Regions from separate parts of the Arachis hypogaea genome. Here region 1 is linked to region 2. The links are chromatin contacts, called in public Hi-C maps. All regions are on one chromosome and are shown on one strand. The core of a region is the stretch at or near the end of the contact, and the rest is flanking DNA. Distances in the headings are between cores, read along the strand shown. Region 1 holds the start of LOC112750880 (tRNA (guanine(37)-N(1))-methyltransferase 1). Region 2 has its middle 16 kb from the start of LOC140179933.

Region 1 (5,624 bases), core at 866-3,365, 230 kb after region 2:
TTGCATTCTCTTACAGATTATATAACTTGGTTTATTGCACAAACAAGAAAACCTCATTTCGAAACATATGCACAGAATAACGGAAGGATAGGACAATGCTAATACAAACTGGAATTTTTGCACTAAAAGGCCTCTTCAAACCCACACATTCAACACATTATTAAAAAGAAACACATACCTTGCATTAAATCAAGCAAACATTTCAATTTGTCTTGATATAAGTTCACTCAGTTCTAAGAATACATAAGTCAAATTCTTCAAAAAACATATTTTTAACAAAAGAAAAATAAACCAAATAAGCACTTTTACAAAATTAGCATAAACTCACAAGCTCTAATTTAATAAGATGATCACATGGGTAAAACCAGCGACACTTCAAATTCACTGTACACAACAAAACAATAAAAGAGTGCATAAAAGCAAAGTTGCAAGAACGGGACCGGTCATTGAACCGGTTGAGTAACTGGTTCAATGGTTCAATAATTCAACCGGAATCGAACCGTGGTTAGACCGGTTTAATTAAATACAGAGTAAAATTATAAAAAATCAATATATAATTTTAAATGTTTAAATTCAATAATTTCTAAATTAATAAAATTCAACATTTAATAATTTCACATAATAAACTATCTATAATTTATCATTAAAAATTCATAAACAACTTCAAATATCAAAGTTTATAACTAAAAAAAATCAAAACGCACGTAAATGAGAAACACAAAATGTTCTACCACCAAAAGAAACAACATTGAACAAACAAGTTTTCAATTATAACTAATTGTTGACCACTTTATGCTTGTTCCATCTAAATTACATACAATATACAAATTACAAATTAGTGAATGACATACAACAACCATTACAATAACTTAGTCAATTACAGTAAAATTCAGGATCCAAAATTGAATTACATACAGCAGGTCAGCAGCCATTACAAATTACTGAAATTAGTGACTTACATGTAGCAGCCATTACAACAATTACAGCAAAATTTAGAGAATTACATACAGCAACTATTACATATAATTAAATTCAATAGCTCTCATTTTTATCTATATAAAAAAAAGTGACATTGCTATACTATGACACAACATTTTTCCCCATTAACAAAGCAGCAACAGTTATACCACTACCATTTGTATAGGACATGTTCATCTTGAAATGGAAAAGGGTCAAAAAGATCATACATAAGAAAAAAAAGAGTTAATAATTCAAACAAGACTCAAGACAACAACCTTACGTATCATTTATTTATTTGCAATGCAATATAACAATAAGGTCAAAAGTGTCTACTGCTTACAAGTATCTTCTTGATTCCAGTGGAACAATAAAGTTAATGTGTGCATGAATATTCATTTCATAGTCAAGGAAGAAGAATCCAATTCAAGGTAACAATTTAAGTGACAATTACAATTCATCTCTAGCTTTTAATAGTAAAACCTAGTACGTCGTATATAATTCTCCGAAGTTTACATCCATTACATATAATTAACCAAATAATCCAAAATTGAATTACATACAGCAGCTATTACATACAGTCATACAGAACTCTTCATCAATCCATATAATTAACCAAATAAATAATTCTGCATCAATTCCTAATTTTATATAGTTCATTAACAAAATTAAAAAAAAAAATTAGTTGAAAGGGGAGAACAACTCACCGCCGCAGAGAGCAGAGAAGGCGTCCAGACGCTCGACGGCGTTGACAGAGCAGCTTCCGACGAGCAGACGACGCCGACCACGGAAGCTTCGGAGTTCAGACGACCAGACGACAACGGCGCTGCAGCAGCTTCAATCAGCGACGGTGACTTCCTTCCGCCCGTTGGAGGTCTTTCTGCCCGGTGACGCAACTCTGATGCGGCGTCGATTGCGGTAGACTGGGAGGGACGGTGACCTTCGTCGGAGTTGGATGAAGATTGGAACTTGGAACTTGGAACTTGGAAGTGAAATTAGGGTTGACGGTGAGGTGTGGTGGCTGTTGAGTGATGGGGGCTGAGGTCTCCAGTGCATCAGGGGTTGGGTTGGATTGGGTTATCGGGTCATTTCAAGTTGTGCTGTAATGTGCTGATTATTATATTATTAGTTTTGTCAATACTTTACACTTGTTTAGTTCAGTTTTAAGACTTTTTGAAGGTTCTTTTTTTATAACACTCATGAATTTATTATTTACTAGATGATTTATTATTATTATTATCTTGCAAGATTCGTAACTAACTATATAAAATATAATATCACATTTACTTAATTTTAATAACCCAAAATGGCACGCTGTGTCACAGAACTCATGTATATTAGATTATTACTCCTTTGGTATCTAATTAAAGAAATATATATATGATAATTACATCTACCAAGTGTTTTATTACATGAAACAAGCTCTATATTATCTTTTGTCTCCACCAATCACAATGTTTTCTAGTCTGATACATAATATAGATACACATGCATAATTGAACATAGGTAAAAAATTATACTTTATTAAAATAAAAAATGTAAGGCAACTATAGAAATAAACATACATTTCAATTGGCAATTGGCAATTGGCAATTGGCAGAACATAATTGATGGGACAGAAGATTTTCATTTGAGGATTTGAGATTTCGTCCGCACAACAAAGCATATATGTATGGATACAGTGACAGCGGCAGAGTTTGAAACAATTTTAGAAGGGTCAAAAATTTAATATAAATATTTAAAGTCAAATTCATCTTATGCAATTTTTTAAATTTTTAAAGGTTGTATCTTTTTTTTTTGTGATTTATTAAAGTAGAAGAACTATTTATAAATGTTGATATTATAGAAATTATATATTCTCCTTCTTGAATATTAATCTTCCTCTTAAAAAATGCATCAATTCTTTGATTTTTCATTATTATTTTGTATAAAAATTCGAATATATATCTTATAAAATATATAAAAAAAATTAAAAGAATAAATATTAAAAATTTAAATATATATCCTGTGAAATATGTGTTTTTACTTTTTCTTTTTCTTATATCTCTTCTATTTTGTTCTTCTTCAATTACAAGTTTTTATTATTAATCCTTAAATTATTTAACCGACTTGATTGAACTTAGTTACTAAAATGATTTGGTCATATAATATTACCGATTTTCAAAAGTATATGACATTATTGGCCTATTGTGGATAATAAGTCATCGATGAACACGGTTAATTAATTAAGCTTACCATAGTGTGGTCACATACAACTCTAGATTTCTTGCATGTTCCAAATATGTAATGAACAATAATCTCGTAAACAGTTTAGATTTATGAATTCAAATATAGATTTTTGCGAGTCTTGTATGGAAAGAAATTGGAGTATAAATAATTGCTGAAGAAGGAACACTAAAGACTAGTTATTCTGGATGCATTTCCATATTTGGGAGGGACCACATAATTGGAATTTGAAAGTGAAGAGAAAAAGCGAATTGTGTGGAACTTGAACGCTACACTGAATAGAAACACATACACTCATAAATCATGATCACAACAGTCTACAACTTCTTCCGTCTACGCATCTACTAAACTGTTTCAAAGCTTTGACTCCCCCTCATTTTTTCTCTGTTAAAGTTCCCAATAAAATCCATTTCATGTTTCACGTGTCTTAAATTAAAACATAACATGAATAAGAAATAAAGTATATCATGTATCTCTCAAATGTTTTATTTTAATTTTATTCTAATGTTTCAATTATACTTTGAAAGTTAACACTCTTGACAGAGATACTGAGTATTGACATTGCAATTATATGCTACCATATCACTAACATAATAACAACTCTCAGCTGACACATCAACGTAAAATTGCCACATCACTCGTATTCACCGAAAGCTGAGTCCTAAGATATGTTCTCTGAAATTTAAATATATTTCGTGGTCCCATCTTTAAATATCTTAGATGCAGTGTGGTCTATCTTTATCCTAAAAGCATTCTCTTAAAATTCACCATGAATATACCAAACCAAACACACATTAATTCCTTAAACTTCCATTCAACTTCTACACTAAGAAGTACTTGCCGGGATATAATGTGAAACACAATCTAGCCGTTAAAAGAAACATTCTCATGCATAAACTCATCAAATAACGCTTTGCTATTCAATTTCTAAACAGTTCATTTCTATAAATATCTGAGATGGGTATGAACGTTCGGTCTAGTTCTCACAGAATGGAAGCACAACTGGCAGACCCAAAAAATAATGGTACAGCCAAAGATGAGTGTTTACCATGCCACCAAGAAAGGTATGTAGTGCAGGTAGCTGGTTTGTGCCATTCTATCCTCTTTACAGATGAAATGTTCATCATCACAATGTTCAAACATGTGATCAAAAAAACAGTATCTAATTCAACCATCAATCCTCTCGAAAAAATATAGATAGCCCATGTCCTTGGGACCGAAACCGCAACCTTGGCGTCATTGAAAATAACCCATCTACCTTCTTTCAAAATGTGAGCTACATAGTGACCACAATGTGTCGAGGTTCCCATGTGGCTAACAATTCCTATAAGTCGATATTCTGCGAAAAGCCAAAGGTACCCAAAAATTGATTAAAACCAACATGAACACTTAAATGACAAATAATGGAATATGAGCAGAGAAATAGGATGAAGTATCACACCATAGGGCAATGACAATTACAGCATATACCAAAAGAAAGTAATTGAAAAAGGTAATAACTTACTTCCTCCTCCATCTGACAAGCCAACATCATTTGAAGCAGAGGTTGTGTTTGATGCACTAGCATCCATACTAGAAACTGATGCATTGGGATTGCTGAATATCCACTCTGTTGCCTTCTCAATGTCTTGACCCTACAAGGCAGGTGTTACCAGTTCAAAGACTGTCTGGACGAACTCACCCAACAAAATCCAACAACGGGGAGAGGAAAACATCATAGAATAATTACCGATGCCTTCAATGCCTTTCGAGCAACATGATCTTCAAATCCAAAAGAAATGAGTATGTCCACTTTTGATTGATCAACGTTGTCAGAGCTGTTGCCTTTTAAAATAGGACTGTCAATATCTAATTAATAGAAAAAAATTACCATTATCCCCTGAATAATAGGTTTACAACAAAAAGCAACCACAGGATCAGTTAAAAGTAATTGATTCGCATGACAAAGGAAAGCAAAATAGAAACCTGGATCATCCATGTGAGATAGTAACCAATTCATTGCCTCCTCTACTCCAGCATTTGAGGTGTTAATAGCTGCCTTCTGACAATGAAGCTGGTTAAAACCCATGGAAACCAGCTGTGCCACAATGTCTTCATTGGCGGAAGGCTGGTTTGAATCCTCGTCAATGGGTTCTGTGCAACATGATGCAGATGTGGTTAGTTAACTTAAATACCATCTTCGAAAACCAAGTAACCAACACGGAATTCTAATAGAGAACATATTACACAATACAAGCAACTCATTCAAAAATGAAAACTTGACATGGTAAACAACCCATTGATGCAACAGAATGGATAAATAAGCATATATAGAATACATATCCAGACTGATTAATTCCCAACATAGTTTAGTTGACACAAGCATGTTTCTCTGAAATCAAATATCTATTATCTACTTAAAAAGTCACGTACCCGCATCTGGTAACAGTTCTTCCCCTGGG
Region 2 (5,793 bases), core at 2,686-5,185:
TTTAAAAAATGAAGAAAGAGAAGCAGCTAGGTAAGAATGCATGTTTGCTTTATTCACTGTTGTTGTCAAATCTCCCTTCTGTGCTGCTGTTGTTGTTGTGTTATTTGGAGAAGAAGAAGTCAAAGCTGTTCAAACCAAGTTTCAAGCTTTGGAAGCTTTACTCCTCTATTAAAGGAGTAAACGGCCATAGATTGGAGTAAGAGTGAGCACACGAGTTTGGGTTTTCATAGCTTTCAAGCTAACACTTCTCTTTTATGAGTTTACATTAAATTTTTTGTTCTTTAGAGTTCATCTTTTTTTGTTTCTTTTCAATGAAAAAAGGTATATTAAGTGAGGAATCAGTAAAAGTCATAGAGAGAAAAGGCAAAGAGAGTCATAAAAAAATGTTAGAAAATTATATTAAAACTCTTTTGTATGTTTTCTGTTTTGTACACATGATCCTGAGAGAATTCTCTTACTAAATTGGGTGAACACTTAGTGGTTAAAAGTCTAGAGAGTGGATCTAGCTAAATCTAGTTTGGGTAGAAGCTGGATTTGTCCTAGATAGGATTGGGTTGAATTCTAAGGAAATTGATGTTTTTAATCTTGTGAAAGTGAAAATTCTTCCATTGTTGTAGGAGAAACTGAATGTAGGTCACATTACACATGGTGGCTGAACCAAGATATATGACTGTGTGATTTTCTCTTTACTCTTCTACTGTTTTTTTTTTATGAGACAAAATAAAAATATCTTCTGCATTGTTTATTTATCAGAAGTCACATTTATTCAAAAGTAAAGAATTGTTCTGTTTTTGAATGTATCATGAAGAGGCAAAAAAAAAAAATTATCTCCTAAAATTTTATATTAACAGACTAAATAGCAATTAAATTTCTATTCCAATCAAAAGTAAAAGCAAAAAATAAAAAATAAAAAAATAAAAAAAATGTCATAAATTTAACCCCTTCTCTAAATTATTCACAAAACTTCAGTACCAATTGTATTACTTCATTGCATATTTTTTTCTTTAAACTCATGCAGTTAAATAGCATCTTATACTTTTTGTTGGTGATAAACTTAATCCAAACAAAGTAATAGGATATTTCTTATTTATCCAACACAACTTAAAATTGTAATAGAAAAATAACTTAGACTCAGTCAATAGCTTAGAAATAAAACTTTATTTTAGCCTATAAATGTAAAGCTTTTCTGGGTTGGAATAAATATTCATATCTTAATTGTTTTCTATTTAATTTTAAAAATTTTCAATGACCTAAATAAGCGATTAAATTTAGAATTCCTTTTAAGCAAATCATTAAAAACAGATTTGAAATAGAAGTAATACATTGTTGGTTAAAACTTAAAACAATTATACAAAAGACAAGTTATTTTTATCTCATAATGAGAATAATAAAGATAGAGCAGAAAAGACCAACTTGCACTATCATGTATCTTTGATTCAATTATTTAGTATAATGTGACTTGTATCTAATATTCACTATAACAATAATAGAATATTGATTATAATTTCAAAAAATTACATTCAATTTTTTAGAATTCTTTCTAATACTATCAAAGAATACACAATTTTCTAATTAAATTTGTCACCACTAAATTAATTTAAATACTCTTTCAACTTAACAAAGAGACCCAAATTTTTTAAATTTATGACACAGAAATTACATCAAAAAGATATGATATAATTTATTATTTTTTTTAATTTATCTCTCTTTATTTTTTTCGTCAATGACTTTTTTTTTCAAATTTTTCACATATTAATCTTTTTTTTTGAAATAAAAAAGATAAATTAAAAAAAATATTACATTCAATGTAAATAATAAAAGAAAAAAAATATAACAAAAATGCTCTAGAAAAAACTAAATTTTTGCTTATTCCTTAATCTCAAAACTTGGTAAAATACTCTTTTTGTATAGGTATACTGCTTCTAACAATTAAAGCTTTTCTTGATAACAAATTTTGAACACAGCAAATAGGATTGTGATTATATTTTTCTCCCAAATCAGAGTGTTACAGTAAGATAGTAGAGGTGTGAAAATGCAGAAGAATAAAATTACAATAACAGAGGAACGTGATGGGTGTGTGTTGTTTTTTTTTTTTTTTTTTTGGATAGCCACACTTATTCTTGTTGTACTAGTTAAATTAACATTTTTAATCTTTTCTTTAGCTCTAAATTTTTATCTTTGCTCTCCATCAAATGAATGTAGGGCTGGAAGTGAGTCGAGCTGAGCCGATCTAAACTAAGCTCAAGCTCGGCTCACAAAAATTGAGCTTGGCTCAAGACTCGACTCATTAACAATCGAGCCTATTTTTTAAGCTCAAACTCAGCTCACCGAAAACTCACGAGCTGGCTCAAATAACAGAAATATAATCTATAGTTCTATATTAAAATATTAAAATTTTAATATAACAAAATAAAAAAATGCATCCATATATTTAACAAACTAAAACATTAAATCTTATACCTATATATATATATATATATATATATATATATATATATATATATATATATATATATATATATATATATATATATAGCTCAAACTCAGCTCATTTAATTTATGAGCTCAATTCCAAGCTCAAGCTCGGCTCACTGGCTCACGAGCTCAGCTTATTGAGCTATTAACGAGTCGAGCTCGAGCTAGCTCATAAGCTGGCTTGACTCACTTCCAGTCCTAAATGGATGAAAAGAAACTTTTCTTCCCTCTTGCAAATGCTTTACCGGAACTGATATAGGAAAAACTTTTAGCAATATTAAACTATATTATTTGTTGAAATTGGTTCAAATAGCTGTAGCTTTTGAAAGAGCTTAGTAGCAGAAATGACACAGATATCTAACACAAGAAGAATATGAAAGCACTCATAATACAATGTAGCAGCATCTATAACAAATAAATATAACAAGTAAAGAAATAACAAGAACACACTGACATTTTAACGTGAAAACCTTTTCAATGTGAGAGGTAAAAATCATGGGCTGTCCAGACCAATGAAATAGCTCCACTATAATCAAATGAGGTATAAGAGGGTCTCAAACAAAGTACAAAAACGTGCATATAACTAGCCAAAATATCAAAGTACCAAAGCTTACAAATGAGAAGCAAGAAGATGAAAAATATCCAAAAATAGAGTTGTTGTTCGAAGTCTATTTCTCTCTTTGCAGGTCTCCAATTAAAATCTTCACCGTTCAAAATGAAGAACAAGATGAGTAGAATCTGCAGTCCACATTTCACGTTGATCCAACGGTGGAATAATGAGAAACTGCTGTTCAAAGATTGATGCTCTGTGTAAAAATAGGAACCTATTTTCTCTCTTGCGAAGCCAATTTCTCCCACTGCAAACCTCCAATCAACATCTTCACCAACCAGAATGAAGAAAAAAATGAGGGAAACACAGTTCAAATTTCAAGCCGATCTAACGGTGAATGAATGAGAAACTGTCATTTGAAATGTACTGCTTTGGATAAAAACGAAAATTCTGTTTTTTCCTCTTCTTTCTTTCTTTGGTGGCTAAACTCTCACTCTCAAATTAACCCCAAAATCTGATTAGGGTAGAGACACTAAGATGCAAGAATACACCCAAAAATTAGACTTGGATCTCACAAAAAAGAGAAAAACCCGAGCTTTTTCTTTAATTTTTGTCCAATATGAATAGCTGAAGTGCTAGCCTTTTTATCACCAAAAAATTCTAATATGAACATGCATAAATAAAATACACATCAAATAAACGTTGGTCTTTCAAATTCAATCAAATAATCTTTGTCATTATCAAAAATAGTTATTCTTTCCTAAACTCAATAAATTTTTTAGTGTAATCATTTTTCAGGTTTTTGTTGATTTCTTTTAAGTGCGAGAACTTTTTTTTCTTCGGTGAACAAGTGCGAGAACAAATATTCATTATGTTTCAACCTTTGTTCAAGTTGGGCTTCAATAATAAACATGACCAACACGCATCCAATGTACACTGATCTTCTCTTTGGTTGGGCTATCATCATATTGGGCTGTAAACCAAGATAAGAGTTTGTCTAAGCCCAATAGATATATTATTTTACCTGTGTCCAAAAATAGATTTTTATCAAGATGAATTGGTCAAATGCCAAGACCAAAAGAAAAAATTGGTCAAATGCGTGAAAAAACTTGAGAAATTAGGGTTTTTCTACCAACGCAAGTTGGCACAGATGGATGAGGGTCTGTGTCCCTTAACCATCTCTCCCGGGTTCGATACTCACTGGAGGATGGGAATGGAGCTTGCTTGTTTGGGAGGGTCGCCCACTTTGTGTGCCTCTGCAGTACCCGAGGGATTAGTCATTGGGCTTCCGGCCTGATGGATACCCTGGTGCAAACCAAAAAAAAAATTAGGGTTTTTCTTGTTAGAGTCGGTGAGTTAATAAAGGAAAAACTATATAAAAGTTTCTAAAGAACTTTGAGTTTTACTCTACCACGCTAAGAAAAGGGGCCAAAGTTAGTCCTCATTTTACTTCATAGTTACTCCGACGATCATCCGAAAATTCCGGCCATCAACATAATCTCTTGATAACTAAAGTACCACATTCAATAGAAATGTCACTATACACACTGTCATCCAGATATATATCGTTGTCATCTATCACCATGCATAGACCCTCAAAAATCCAAAATATTCCAAAAGTGTGTGTTGTCACTATACCACATAGTCCTTTTCCAAAAGTGTGTGTTGTGAGGTGTGAGGTGGGAGGAGTGCTGTATAGTGGACACACATGCAGTCATGTGCATGTTGATCACATTCTCAAATCTCAATGACAAAGACTAATATTTGGTAACCAAAATCTTTGAATAGTTAATAATGTCGCACATTTTTAAGGGGGTTAAAATTAGATTTTAGCTAATATGTTTTAATAAGATTATTATTAGTAAAAATTTTAATTTTATTTTTAATAAATATATAATAAATTTATTGAAAATTTAAATTTTATATTATTTGATAAATGATAATAGAAAAAACTATCAAAATGATATCCGAAAGTTCGCATCATTGACAAAACAAACTCTAATTAAAGATGCTAATGACAAATAAGCATCTGAAAAATTTAAAAGCACGACAAAATAGTTAGATATTAAATATATATTCTAAAAAACGATTTAGAGATCAAATTTTGATGCAAATTTTCACAATCATTATTAAAAAAATAAGATCTTTTTATCCTTAAAATTTGACAATTTTTTGTCAAGTGAATTTTCAAAATTTTTTTTAGTATCAATGACTATATTTTTTTGAACAATAAAAAGAAAAATTAAATATCAAATGTTCTGAATTGTGATCAAATTTATTCAATTATGCTACAAAAAAAAGATGGTGAAATATTTTTATTAAAAAAAATAATATTGATTAGATTTAATTATCAAGATATTATGATACATAAATTTTTACGTGCAAAATTAATACTATCAGTGTTGTTTTCAATAGCAGCAAATGAAAATTGCCATCATCAATTTGACGTCAAGAATACTTTCTTGCATAGAGAGTTGAAAGAAGAAGTATACATGGAAGCTCTCAGTTCTAACGGATTTAGAAAACATAAAGTTTCCTGTTAAAGAAGCTTTTATGACTTAAACAATCTCACGTGCTGTTTGGAAGATTTACAGATACCATGAAAGTATGGTACAAGCAAAGTAACTCTGATCATACCTTTTTTTGAAAAAACGGGAAGATTTAATCACTTGCCTAATAATCTATGTGGATGATATGATCATAACAGGAAGTGATGTTGAAGAAATTGAAAAATTGAGAAGGAACTTATTTACAAACTTCGAAATGAG

The links. A called contact is a pair of places that touch in the nucleus more often than the background predicts.
Region 1: a contact with region 2 is called in a Hi-C map of leaf, with 6 times the contacts expected there. The contact joins the promoter of LOC112750880 here to the enhancer-like site in region 2. A contact is called at or near these places in 4 of 8 Hi-C or Micro-C datasets (leaf and an unstated tissue).

Annotation. Positions count from the first base shown.
Region 1 is chr2:91,745,626-91,751,249 of arahy.Tifrunner.gnm2.J5K5, forward strand. LOC112750880 (tRNA (guanine(37)-N(1))-methyltransferase 1) reads right to left here and starts at 2,116. Exons shown (of 10, transcript XM_072220157.1): 1 at 1,665-2,116. It also overlaps the pseudogene LOC112728037.
Region 2 is chr2:91,512,041-91,517,833 of arahy.Tifrunner.gnm2.J5K5, forward strand. No RefSeq gene overlaps it. Among protein-coding and RNA genes, the nearest start is that of LOC140179933, 16 kb to the right of the region's middle. Within about 2 kb of position 3,936, at least 3 of the 3 cell types and tissues checked have open chromatin away from gene starts, as enhancers often do.